3 separate regions of the Mus musculus genome follow, and all the other regions are linked to region 3. Evidence: chromatin contacts called from public Hi-C and Micro-C data. All regions are on one chromosome and are shown on one strand. The core of a region is the stretch at or near the end of the contact, and the rest is flanking DNA. Distances in the headings are between cores, read along the strand shown.

Region 1 (4,123 bases), core at 1,005-3,504, 320 kb before region 3:
CGGTTAACCTCATCCCTGCTGGCTCAGATCTTGGCACTACTACTTATTAAATGATGTTGACCTGACTTAATGTTTTCTCATGTGTAAAATGGAGACGGTTGATGCCTCGTGCAAGGCCTGCTGTGAGCACCGAGATTATGCAAATCAGGTGTCTAAGCCAGTAAGTGTCCTTGTTGTTGTCATAGGCATCCACAACAGTGCCAACTTTTCTAAGACCCTTTGCTAACAGTACTTCCCTTCGTGCAGACCCTGTTCTCCCTGACACGACAGGATGGGTTGCTTTTGTGAGACCTAAAGCACTTTCTATTCATGCTCTTGCTGTCTGGGTATCGTTTCTTTGTGATCTGGGGAGCTTCTCTGTTGCCTGTCTTACCCATTTCACCTATCTGGAGGCTCCTCAGAGGATATCCTCTTCAGCGTGCTTGCTCAGTGGAATTTAGTGTTGTGTGCACGGGCTCAAAGCATGAGCCTGCATGTCTGATTCTAAACCTCTTAGACACTGGCGTGTGTGTGTGTGTGTGTGTGTGTGTGTGTGTGTGTGTGTGTGTGTGTGTGTGTGTGCGTGCGCGCCTGGAGCTACCAGGAGGACCGCGGGAGAGAGGGCCTGCAGATTGTGTGCAGTTGAGAATTTGGGCCTCACCGCCAGGAGGCGCTCCTCAGCGGTGCTGCGGAAAGCTGCCGTCTGTCTCCGCGCGGGAAGGAAGCTGGTGGGGGTGGAGGATGGTGCTGCTGGTAGGGTGTTGGACTGGGGGAAAGGGGGAGGGGGTGTAGGTAGGCTGATGCAAATGTTTCCATGCTGCCAGTCACCGGGGACCCAGGGCAGGCCCCTCATCTTTCCTCCAGACCCCACACTCCCACACCCCTGCTGTCAGTCCCAGCCAAAGGCAGCTAAGGCACCTGCTCTAGTTCCAGTTCGAGTCCCAGAAACCGGGCCCCTCCTTCTGACAAGCACACATGAGCACCTGCAGTGTTTGTCTTTGCGGCTGTTTTTCTCTGATTCAAGTACGGGCTACAATCACAACTCAATTCAACACTCCGTTGTTTTTTTGTTTTTTGTTTTTTTGCAAGGGACTCCACGCTAATGGCAGTGGCTGAGACAGAGGACGTCTCCCCTACTTCCCCACCCCACGCCCCTAGCAGCAAGACGTCTCAGAGGTGGCGGGGAGGGTGTGTGTGTGTGGGGGGGGGGGGGCGGGGGGTGCAGCGAGGTCCGGCCAGAGTAAAAGGATCAGTCGTCTGGGTCATGAAAGTGCGGGGGTTTTCCCCCCACAGAAGAGAGGGCAGGCTTCCAGGCGCCGCTCCCCCGGCCCTCATGGAGACCAACAGCTCTGCCCTGGGGCCCTTAGTTGGTCAGTGCGTGTCCCCTTCCCCCAACACTTGCCTCTCAATTCTGAACCTTCGCCTGCTCTTAAACTTTGCCAGGGAGAGGAGGGTCTGAGACTGAGGAGCAGCCTGTGACCCTGCACAGGCTCGTGCTACTCCAACAGCGCTCCTGCGGGAAGAGGACAAATAGCCCCCCTGCCCCCCACCGACGTGGCCTCTCCTCTCTCCACCTGGCCTCTGCCACCCTCGGGTTCCCTTGGGAACCGAACTCTACCCCTCGGGGTGACTCTCTGCTCCTGTAGCAGAGGGTCCGGGAGGGCTTCAGGGGTAGCCACACCCCAAGCAGCCGAGGACCACGTCCCCCACCCTAGTCTTGCGGGCTCGAAGTTGTTCTCCAGGTTCACACTTGAGTCTCCGCACTCGGGGCGGTCGGAGCTCCCCAAGCCCCACTGCTCCGGGTGCGCATCTGCCCACATCTTCCTGCCCCGAGTCTGCAGCTCCAGCGGTCCCCCTGGCCTCCGCGGGGAGCTGTCCCTTCAGCACCACAGCGAGCGGGTAGGGGCCGCAGTCCCAGCGCAGCGCCCCGCGGTCTTGGGGAGCCCCTCAAAGCTACACTGCCCGGCTTCCCCGCTGTTCCGGAGCCAGAGCGTTCCCCCACTGCCCCCAGCCCGGCTCCGCCTCCCCGGCCCACGGCCAGCACCGACCTGGTGGTCCCAGCAACCGTCTAAGCCACTGCAGGGCTCCGGCTGACTCCAGCAGGCGGTGCCGTGTGCTCAGCCAGCTCGCGCCGCTGCCTGGTGTAACTCCGCCAGGCAAGCTGGGGCCGAGGCTGCTGCCGCGGGCGGGCGGATGCCTAAGGCGCCCTCCAATCACGCCCCTCAGCCAGGCCCTGACGCCGTACAGCTTCTCTTCCAGAAGGGAAATTCAAAACCTCTCTCTCTCTCTCTCTCTCTCTCTCTCTCTCTCTCTCTCTCTTCCCTCCCTCTCTCTCTCCCTCCCTTTTCCTCCCTCCTGCACTCCCTCCCTTTTCTCCCCTCTCTTTCCTGTTCCCCCTCTCTTCATTCTCCTTTCCCTCTCACTGTCTCCTCCCCCTCATTTTCCCCTCTCTTCCTTATCTCCTTTCTACTCTTTTATTCTCTCCGCGTTAAGCTGTACCGATCTGCCTGCAGCTAGGCTTCATTCCCAACTCCTCCGTGTTCAAGAACCACAAGCTCGAAGGTTTGGAAGGGCTTTGGGGGCACGAGTGGAAGAAAGGATTTTAAAAGCAGAAACTCAAGTAATCACCTCTTCAGGAAAGTTCTCTTTGGTTACTCTGGGCACACTACGATAGGCACACTCCCGTTGGGGTGCCCAATTCCCTAAAGGAGCCCCAGTTTCAATCACCCCTTCTTTGTGCCTGGGAGCGGCTTCTGGACTAGACAGTCCACTGTCACATCGTTTCTGCAGTTTATGACTGTAGTGTCCAGCTATGCGCTCACTCCAGAACCACTGGTGTGTGGGATGAGGAAGGCCCTCCTAGTGGGTGAGTGGCTCTCTGCTCTGGACCCAGAAGCAGAAAGACTGCTGCAAAATTGCAGCGGGAACCCTAGGTGAGCTACTCCTGGTCTTCTGTAGATGTGTTATCCTCGGAAGAAGGAATAGTTCTCTGGTTATGTTATTCTAGAAGGCGCTGCTTTCCCTCCTAAGCCCAGGGAAGAGAAGGGAGTAGACAACAGGGGGACCCCTACTACTCGCTCAGCCTCCCCCCATACTCATCTTTCCCCCTCTCTCCTAATGAGCCTCTCCTTTCTGCCTGCCACCTATTGGCTCCCCGCCCCTTCTTTTCATCCAGCCAGAGGTGTAGGAAAATGGCTCCAGTGGGGAGGGCCTTGCACCTGGCCTTTGGAAGCAGTGCAGAAGTTCATGCATCCATCAGAGCTATGTCAGAGTGGGGATGACTTCTGCTTCTGAGATGAGATGGCTTCTCTCCCAGGAGCAAGAGCTGCAAGCTGCGGTAGGGCAGAATCCAGGGAGGGAAAGGAGGGGTTCACAGTAGATGCCTTAACGTGGGAGAAACCTTACAAGTCAGAAGACATCAGTGTGCACCCCCTGCTCCCCTGCAGACCAGGAGCTTTGTATGATGGCAGGGCCCCTCTATTTAGGTGGCCTAAAGTGTGTGTGTGTGTGTGTGTGTCACACGCTCCTGTTTCATTAGAGACACTTAGACTGGCCACTAATGCCCAAAGGGAGTTGGAAGCCAAGAGATCTGACATTTTAAGACCTGCAATCTTCCCCCCCCCCCGCACCCCTTCCCCTGCCTGCCTCTGTCTCTTCCTTTCTACAAGTTCTTCAGCAAACATGCTCTGTGAAGGGGGCCTGTGCCAGCTGCACTCTGGCTACAACTGGGGCTTTGCCTTTGACACGGACGTTGATCAAGCTAGCATCAAAATCCAAGTTGCACTTCAGATAAAAAGACAGAGTTCAGCCCTGGGTGCTGCGTTTTAAGCTGGGCTTGTGTAAGCACCGGGTCCATCCAGCTCTTGAGAGGAGGCTGGGCGGGGGCTAGTGAGGTTGAAGGGCCGGAGGGTGGCTTCCTACCCTCAGAACAGAACAGAGAGGGTGTTAGTCCTGGAAGGGCTGATGAATCTTGGCTAATTGAAATTGCCTTAGGTTAGTAGTTGGCAAAGTAGATGCTAAGGGTATGCTTGCTGAGGTGGATAAAATAACCAATGCAGGGGAAAACCAGAGCTACAGGGTTCTCCCTGTCCCCCCCCCCCGCCCCTGCCATTACTGGAGACAGCCTTAGGACAATGGGTAAAGA
Region 2 (3,914 bases), core at 1,018-3,517, 390 kb before region 3:
ACACAGTTGAACTGGCGTTATTGCTAAGAATTTGGTTACATGAGTTTTGGAGCAGGGAGAATCGGGTTAGGGAGAGGACACCTAAGGAACCCACAGCAGTTGACAGCATGCATGAGACTTGTGCAAGGTCAAGCTGCAGAAAATCCCAGCACGGGGCTGGGGTGGGGGGCAGTCATGAGATCCTACCCCTAGTAGAGGGCTTATGGGCAATTGTGAGGATAGTCAATTTTTTTCAACCAAGTGGTCCCTGAGAGGACACCCACACTCCAGTCAATGGCCACACGCCATACTCACACTGGCAGTGCTGAGTGGACTCTGGGTAAAATGTGAACAGAAACAAAACACTTGAGGTTGGGAGATATCCTAGTTAGGGTCTTACTGATGTCAACAGACACCATGACCAAGGCTACTCTTATAAGGACAACATTTAATCAGGGTTGGCTTACAGGTTCAGAGGTTCAGTCCATTATCATCAAGCCTGGAGCATGGCAGCATCCAGGCAGGCATGCTGCGGGAGGAGCTGAGAGTTCTACATCTTCATCTGAAGGCTGCTAGCAGAAGACTGGCTTCCCCGGCAGCTAGGGTGAGGGTCTTAAGCTAAGGCCCATGGTGACACACCCACTCCAACAAGGCCACACCTCCTAACAGTGCCACTTCCTGTGCGAAGCAAACAGAAACCATCACAGGAGAGAATAGTAAAGGAGACGATGGGCCAGGATCTGGAGTCGAAGCACATCCGATGCCCATGTGAAACGCTCAAAAAACAAAAAACAAGCAAACAAAAAACCCCACCTGGTAATAATATAAGGTTTCAGAGTGCACCATGACCAAAAATGAAGTCAAAATCAAGTTCACAGTCTGAGGGGCATCGAGTGTGGTTACTGCAGCCCCAGCTCTGAACACAGGACTGTGCACTTTGGGCCGGGTGCCGCCATGATACGCAGTGCGAGTGAATGGTCCGCAAATACCTCAGCTCAGACCGGGGGCTTCTGCCTGTTATGAATTGCAGTGCTTTGATGGTACATGGTAAGTTTAATGCTTTTCCACAGAATGGTTTAATTACGGAAAACAAAGACTTCAGTGTTTCTCAACAGGGCTCAGCAGGTGAGTACCAAAGCAATCTTTGGGTCTTGGGTTGTACCGAGTTAGGGTGTTTGATTTTTAAAAATTGCTGTTGAGTTGAGTTTCATTTAAATAAGTCATTAAATGAAGTTTGACTTGGAATTAGAACAGTCTCCAACAACTTCTGGAGCAGCCTAAATACGCTTCTGTCGTTTTGTACTGTGTATGTGAAATGGCATTCTCGTTATTGACCATTTTAAATCAAAAATATACTTATCAACTCTGAAAGACATGGAAATACCCCACACATTCAAATATGCTGTTAGTATTTTATTCTTTACACAGAAAACAGACACAATGCCATGGTATGAAAATTTGCTTTAGTTTTAATAAACGGTAACATGTATACCAAAAATTTTAAAAATAAATTTCCTTGCTGGGTGTCATGAGTCCACAACTTTAACCCCAGTGTTTGGGAGATAGAGGCAGGCAGATCTCTGTGAGTTCAAAGCCAGTCAGAGCTACATAGTAAAATGTAAATAAAAATCCCTAAATGACAAAATTTGTGTTTGATTTGTATCCCTATTTTATATACTTACACACCCGTGGTTCTGTAAGAATTTTCTGGCCAAAAGAGATCATAAAACATATAAGGAGCCCAGGCCTCATCCATCCGGCTCCTGGATCTCCGGTTCCTCTCCCAGCCTCAAGTCTTGATACGTGGGATCTGGAGAACCAGAATGAGATTTGTGCATTGGGACCCTTTGATGAAATCGTTGGCATCTCAGCATCCACAGGTGTGTGACCCTGACTCCGCTTCTAATCAGTTTGGTTGGCTCTTTTGGGGGTTGGAAGCTCTTGGACAGCAATGTCACGTGGCCTCAGGCTTTTGGCTGCAGGCAGGCAGATCTTTCCCAAGTGCTCACCTCCCCAAGCAGGGGCTTTTCCACAGGTGAGGAGGGAGTGTCTTCCGGTGAGCTCCGCTCTAAGGGGGCTCTCTCACAGCCCCGAAAGCACTCCTTCAGTTAGGCTTTGCGCTCAGAGAGAGTTTCCGAGAGAGAGCCCCGCTTATTGCTTATTTCTCGCTAAAGGGAGGAGGTGGTGGGGCTGGCTGTGAAGGGGCCAACAGTTGAGCTAAGGGGGTCAGCTTAAGTGCCTTGCCGGTCTTTAAGCAGTTGGAAGTTCTGTTTTAAGAAAGACCACCTGGGGCAGTGTGGAGCCTTGCAGATCAGAAGGGAGCAATGCTGGAGGCTGCTGCATAGCTTCTGCTCAGAAAAGCCGCAGAATCAGCTTAAACTCCTGCTGTTAGGTCTGGCCCTCGAGTTTTAGCTTTTCTGTTGGCTGCGCATTGCTGGAACAGAATACCGGAACTTCAAAGGAAATGTTTATTTCAGTGGAGGGAGGGAGAGAGGGAGGGAGGGAGAGTGAGGGGGGGGACAGAGAGGGAGAGGGAGAGGGAGAGGGAGAGGGAGAGGGAGAGGGAGAGGGAGAGGGAGAGGGAGAGGGAGAGGGAGAGGGAGAGGGAGAAACAGGAGATAGAAATACCCTCTTTAAGGGATGCCCCAGTGAATTGCTTCCTCGACTAGGCCCCACATCTTGAATTTCACTACCGTCTAATCTCTCCACTAGCTAGTAGTCAAGCCTCCAAGTTAACGCCCAACACTGTCAAGGAGACACTGCTGCTTTGTACAAGGACACAGCTCCGGCTTGTAAACGGATTAAACTACAGATCCTCCCCCCCCCCCCCCGCCCCAGTAGCCGTATGGCCTTGGCCTTTTAAACTTTTATGAGCCTCAGTTTCCTCTCCTGTAGACTAGATACTACCTGATTCCAAAGAGAGTTGTAAGAACTCTGGGTGACCCGAGACTGCTCGGCACAGTTCCTGCGAACAGCATCCTGCAGTAGGAGGCTGTTTGTGATCTTATTGGTGCCACTAGGGAGACTGTAGCAGAGTCCAGAGGGCAAGGGACCCACCCAGGCTAGCGGCTGTAGGAGGGAAGGTAACGGAGGTGGTTTACAGGTTCGAAGCTTGGTGATCCTCTCTCAGTGGTGCTGTTAAGATCCGTGGACCATTCCCTGTGTGGCCACTAGAGGGAAGCAGAGGCAAGGCTGCGGTTGGAAACCCGCTCCAGGATGCAGTGCGGCTGTCTGCTTTCAGCCTTAAATTCCCTGTTGAGCTGGACTGTGTCTCTGCCTTGAACAACCCCTCTTTTCTTCCGCTGAACACATGCTGATGGTTTTGAAAAATTACTCGAGGTTCCTTCGTGCTCCTGCTTGCTCTGGGTCTGGGGGTCAGCAGAAATGTGTGCTTTAATTTCTAAAGACACAGACTGTACAGGACGTGGGGCCCATGCCCTGCAGCTTGGCTAGTTGCTTGGGGTCTGCTCCATCTTGCACCCTCCCTGCTTGCCAGCTCTTTCCTGTGTTCTTTGATCTTGTGTGTAGAGTATTAAACTGAGCCTCAAATCCTTAATCCATTTTGAAGGCTGGCCGGGGGCAGCGTTTCTATGGGCCCACTAAACAGCGCTGGCTGGATCGTTTTAGAGACGGGAAGGAGGTTTTCCATCCAAGGTCATGGAGTGTGAATAGGGGGGGAAAGACAGTTGAATCACCTTCATAGCCTTTGGAGCTATACCTCATGCAAGCCCTGTATATTGATTTATTCCATAAACATCCATAAGAAGTGGGCTGGGGAGATAGCTTAGTGGGTAAAGTGCTTTTGCCATGCAAACACAAAATCTGGATCTCCAGAACACCCGTAAAGAAACCCAGGGTGGTTGTAGTTTAGTGCCCTGGAGGCAGAGACAGGTGGACCCCCCCCGCCCTCCCCCCCCCCCCCCCCCCGCTCCGGT
Region 3 (4,394 bases), core at 340-2,839:
AGAGGAGTTGCAATTCCAGACTCACACAACCATCTTGGACTGGAAACATCCTCTAATTTGTGTTCGCTGGTCAAAAATGAAGAAGTATGGTGAAACAAAGTTCCAATTGCGTAGAGAGCGACTGCTTCAGGGATGAGAATCCCCTGAGGGTTTTACCCTGTGCTGACTCACGGCTCTAAAGCAGAGTTTCTCAATGTGTGAATTTTGACCCCTTATGTGTATGTGTGTGTGTGTGGGGGGGGGGGGGGTCACATAACAGACAGCCTGCATATCACATATTTATAGTATGATTTATAACACTAGCAAAATTACAGTTATAGAGTGCAACAAAATAATTTTTTGGTTGGGGGTTGCCACATATTGCAGCATTAGGAAAGTTGAGAGCCACCATTCTAAAGGCATGTGGTTCTTGGGGTATATGTCTGATCACCAGTCTGTGGAACTTGGTGTGTGGCAGCAAGACTGCCAGTGGGAGGACAAACCGGGAGCACAGGTGGAGGAGGACTGGTGTCAATCATTTGACTACATCCAAAACCAAGATATGATTTCTGCTGGCTAATTAGGAGAGCTATTTAGGTTGTATAGAGAAAATTCGGGCATTCAGTGTGGTGTGTGGTTCTCATGGAGACAAGACTACTACCTTTTTTTTTTTTTTTTTTTTTTTTTTTTTTAACTGGTCTCTGAAGAATTTCTGGCCACCAAGGACTGACTGAGTCCATATCTGGTCCCAACTCTTAAATAAGTATTTCATTTAATTTTTACATCAGTAAGCACAGGAGTCCAGGCAAAGTGATTTCCAAGTTCCATACTTAATCTCTTTTCACACAGATGGGAAGGCACTCTGGGGCTGCGTCTATGCACTAAACGTCTCTGAGGCCACACATTCCTGTCTCTGCTTTATCCCTGTGCTAATTGTTTAGATAGTGGGCTCCATCCTAGACACGGCTGTGCAAGCGACAGTCAGGCAGACAGGCCACCATCTTCATTAGCTACTGTGTTAACGTGGAGTAGAGCCCACAGTCTTTCTGAGCATCACTGTCCACACAGATGAAATGAAGCTGTGCAAGCCAATAAGGAAGGAGTTTTGCAAGATGTCGAACATCATGAGGTGTGTGTGTGTGTGTGTGTGTGTGTGTGTGTTTAGGGGACACAGAGGCTGCTGAGTTTATGCCAGGTCTCTGATCACTTGCACAATAAGTTGACATGTTGTTCTCACTGCTGCTCCAGCCTTGGCACACAGGGGACACAAAAGGAAAATCATGGCTTAGAGAATAAAATGCTAGCCAAAGGGACTTCTTATTCTTGTGAGTTTTTAGGGGCATTTCAAACGAGGGAGGCTAGAGCGCGGAAGACCTGCCTCTCACCGTCCAGATTCTGGCAGAAGGGGACAGGGAAAAGCATGGTCGAGGCCCTGCATCTTGGTTACACACACTGGCTGAGGCCCCTGTGATCTGAACCTGCTAGGGCGCAGGCGGGGTGTAGGAAACCAGAGGCCCCGGCAGAGGGCGCCGGGTACCTGCTGAGAGTGCGGCACCGTGTTTGGGGTGCTTGTGGGGCGCGGGTCACGGGCTGCACTCGTGAGTTGACCGCAGAAGCGCCTTGGCGGGCGGAGCGCGGAGAGCAGAGCGAGCGGCACAGGAGAGGGCGCAGGGTTGGCGGAGTCGGGGAGCGTGGTCTCCCAGATCGGTGAGCACTCTCGTCCTGGGGCTTCCCGTACCCCTGCTGCGGGGCACTCAGTGACAACTCAGCGACGTGGGCAGTGTCCAGGACTAGCAGGGCGTGGGTGTGGGTAGGGTCAGCTCTGACCCCGAGCTTTGGGTGGAACTTGGAGTTGACCCGGAGAGGCGCTGAACGAGAGTTTGGTTTACTTGATTTGAGCATCAGGATTTGTTCCTCAGGTTCTGTCTTGTGCCAGGGTCCCCCGGGGAGGGGTGGGGGGATCAGGTAGCCAGAGAGGGCACAGCGATTAGGTAGGCGTCCCACACCCCTGCTCCAGCTGTGCCTTCAGTGAACCACGTGTGGCTGTCGCCCGCCACTCTGCCTGTCAAGCTCAGCCCACCACCGGGGCCGGGAGGGGACGCGGAGGCGGGGTGGGCTGTGCCCCGCTGGAACCCAGCCGGCCGGTGCCCTCGCTCGCTCGAGCTGTTGTGCTTGCCTGGAGCTCCTGCCACTGCTGACAGGGAGCGAGCGGGTGGCTCCCCAAGGAGGCTCAGGGTCCTGCCCTAAGAACGAGGAGCCAAAGGGGTGCCCAGAGCTGGGCTTCCTCAGACAGGACAGAAGCTGTTCCAGTCCTGGAGGTTCCTCTCCCAAGGAAGCTCCGAGAACCCTCCTGGGGGCGGGGGCAGCAATCTGTAGGTGGGCAAGGTAGCAGGAGGGGCGCCGCTTCCCTGGCACCTGGCCTGGGATTCCTTTCCCAAATCCATCCCAGAGATTTTTCTGCATGAGGAGGGGGAACACTTGCTCTGCTGGAGGGACTCGTTGAGTCCAGGGGTTTTGGGAGAAGTGACTCTAAAGCAAGGTAGGTGGTCTTGATGGACTTGTCCAGGGGGTGATGGGCTGAGATTTTGTGTAGCCAAATAGGAGGTCTGCACAGAGTATTGGTGAACGACTTTGTGTTTCCCTTTGCTTTTTAGGGCATTTGGAGAGATGTGGCACCAGGGGCTTGAAGGAGAAATGCATGTATTTTAGGCTGTGTCTCAGAAGAAGAGGCAGCATCCCCGAAAAGTGACTGAGATTGACCAGGAAGAGGCCCCAGACTCTTAGAGTATGCTTAAAAGCCTATGCATTCCTTGGGGAATCTAGGGACCAGCGGATGCCAGGGAACAGCGACCTGGAGCACTGAACCCAGAAGACAGGTGGAAAGCAAGCGGCTCTTCTTCCTGGTATGGCTTGGATTGCTATGGAGATGCTCCTGATGGAACACCATTGTGCTTTTGTCCAGACAGCAACTGGGGCTGGAGAAGGGGCTGGGTGGTGAGTGATTGGGGGAAGTCTGGCTAAGCCTGGCCAAGAACGTGAGGGCTAAGCCACCGGAAGTGCTTTCCTTCTGGAAGATGGCTCCTAACACTTCTACCATGGATGAGACTGGCCTGCCAGTGGAGAGGGACTTCTCCTTTCGCATCCTCACAGCCTGTTTTCTGTCCCTGCTTATCCTGTCCACTCTCTTAGGGAATACCCTTGTCTGTGCCGCTGTCATCAGGTTTCGACACCTGCGGTCCAAGGTGACCAACTTCTTTGTCATCTCTTTAGCTGTGTCAGATCTCTTGGTGGCTGTCTTGGTCATGCCCTGGAAAGCTGTGGCTGAGATTGCTGGCTTTTGGCCCTTTGGGTCCTTTTGTAACATTTGGGTAGCCTTTGACATCATGTGCTCCACGGCATCCATCCTTAACCTCTGTGTGATCAGCGTGGACAGGTATTGGGCTATCTCCAGCCCTTTCCAGTATGAGAGGAAGATGACTCCGAAGGCAGCCTTCATCCTGATTAGCGTAGCATGGACTTTGTCTGTTCTCATATCCTTCATTCCAGTGCAGCTAAGCTGGCACAAGGCAAAACCTACATGGCCCTTGGATGGCAATTTTACTTCCCTGGAAGATGCCGAGGATGACAACTGTGACACGAGGTTGAGCAGGACATACGCCATTTCATCCTCCCTCATAAGCTTTTACATCCCCGTAGCCATTATGATCGTCACTTACACCAGTATCTACAGGATTGCCCAGAAGCAAATCCGGCGCATCTCAGCTTTGGAGAGGGCAGCAGTCCATGCCAAGAACTGCCAGACCACCACAGGTAATGGAAACCCTGTCGAATGCTCTCAATCAGAAAGTTCCTTTAAGATGTCCTTTAAGAGGGAGACTAAAGTCCTGAAGACACTGTCTGTGATCATGGGGGTATTCGTGTGCTGCTGGCTCCCTTTCTTCATTTCGAACTGTATGGTGCCCTTCTGTGGCTCTGAGGAGACCCAGCCATTCTGCATTGATTCCATCACCTTCGATGTATTTGTGTGGTTTGGCTGGGCGAATTCCTCCCTGAACCCCATTATTTATGCTTTTAATGCCGATTTTCAGAAGGCATTCTCGACCCTCTTAGGATGCTATAGACTCTGCCCTACAACGAATAATGCCATAGAGACTGTAAGCATCAACAACAACGGGGCTGTGATGTTTTCCAGCCACCATGAGCCCCGAGGCTCCATCTCCAAGGACTGTAATCTGGTTTACCTGATCCCTCATGCTGTGGGCTCCTCTGAGGACCTGAAGAGGGAGGAGGCCGGTGGCATACCTAAGCCACTGGAGAAGCTGTCCCCGGCCTTATCGGTCATATTGGACTATGACACCGATGTCTCTCTAGAAAAGATCCAACCCGTTACCCACAGCGGACAGCATTCAACCTGA

Evidence for each region. A called contact is a pair of places that touch in the nucleus more often than the background predicts.
Region 1: a contact with region 3 is called in a Micro-C map of embryonic stem cells, with 2.4 times the contacts expected there. The contact joins the promoter of Cplx2 here to the promoter of Drd1 in region 3. A contact is called at or near these places in 1 of 39 promoter capture datasets (embryonic stem cells), 2 of 484 Hi-C or Micro-C datasets (both in embryonic stem cells), 3 of 115 datasets of contacts at active chromatin or transcription factors (embryonic forebrain, large pre-B cells and stem cell-derived neural progenitor cells) and 2 of 9 other capture datasets (adipose tissue and embryonic stem cells).
Region 2: a Hi-C map of cortical neurons shows a contact between it and region 3, with 2.3 times the contacts expected there. The contact joins the enhancer-like site here to the promoter of Drd1 in region 3. A contact is called at or near these places in 11 of 39 promoter capture datasets (the 3T3-L1 cell line, the C10 cell line, embryonic stem cells and 6 more), 2 of 15 datasets of contacts at CTCF or cohesin (the NIH/3T3 cell line and large pre-B cells), 4 of 484 Hi-C or Micro-C datasets (the G1E-ER4 cell line, bone marrow-derived macrophages, cortical neurons and 1 more), 6 of 115 datasets of contacts at active chromatin or transcription factors (astrocytes, embryonic stem cells, forebrain and 1 more) and 3 of 9 other capture datasets (adipose tissue, embryonic stem cells and liver).

Annotation. Positions count from the first base shown.
Region 1 is chr13:54,369,480-54,373,602 of GRCm38.p6, reverse strand. Cplx2 (complexin 2) reads right to left here and starts at 2,254. Exons shown (of 4, transcript NM_009946.3): 1 at 2,028-2,254. The region is part of intron 1 of LOC115488208 (a long non-coding RNA gene); the gene reads left to right.
Region 2 is chr13:54,446,419-54,450,332 of GRCm38.p6, reverse strand. No RefSeq gene overlaps it. Among named protein-coding and RNA genes, the nearest start is that of Thoc3, 20 kb to the left of the region's middle. Within about 2 kb of position 2,267, at least 60 of the 459 cell types and tissues checked have an H3K27ac peak or open chromatin away from gene starts, as enhancers often do. A contact at or near this core is called in cortical neurons, forebrain and hippocampal neurons, where this site is marked.
Region 3 is chr13:54,052,853-54,057,246 of GRCm38.p6, reverse strand. Drd1 (dopamine receptor D1) reads left to right here and starts at 1,589. Exons shown (of 2, transcript NM_010076.3): 1 at 1,589-1,686; 2 at 2,634-4,394. The coding sequence starts at 3,054. The coding sequence ends at 4,394.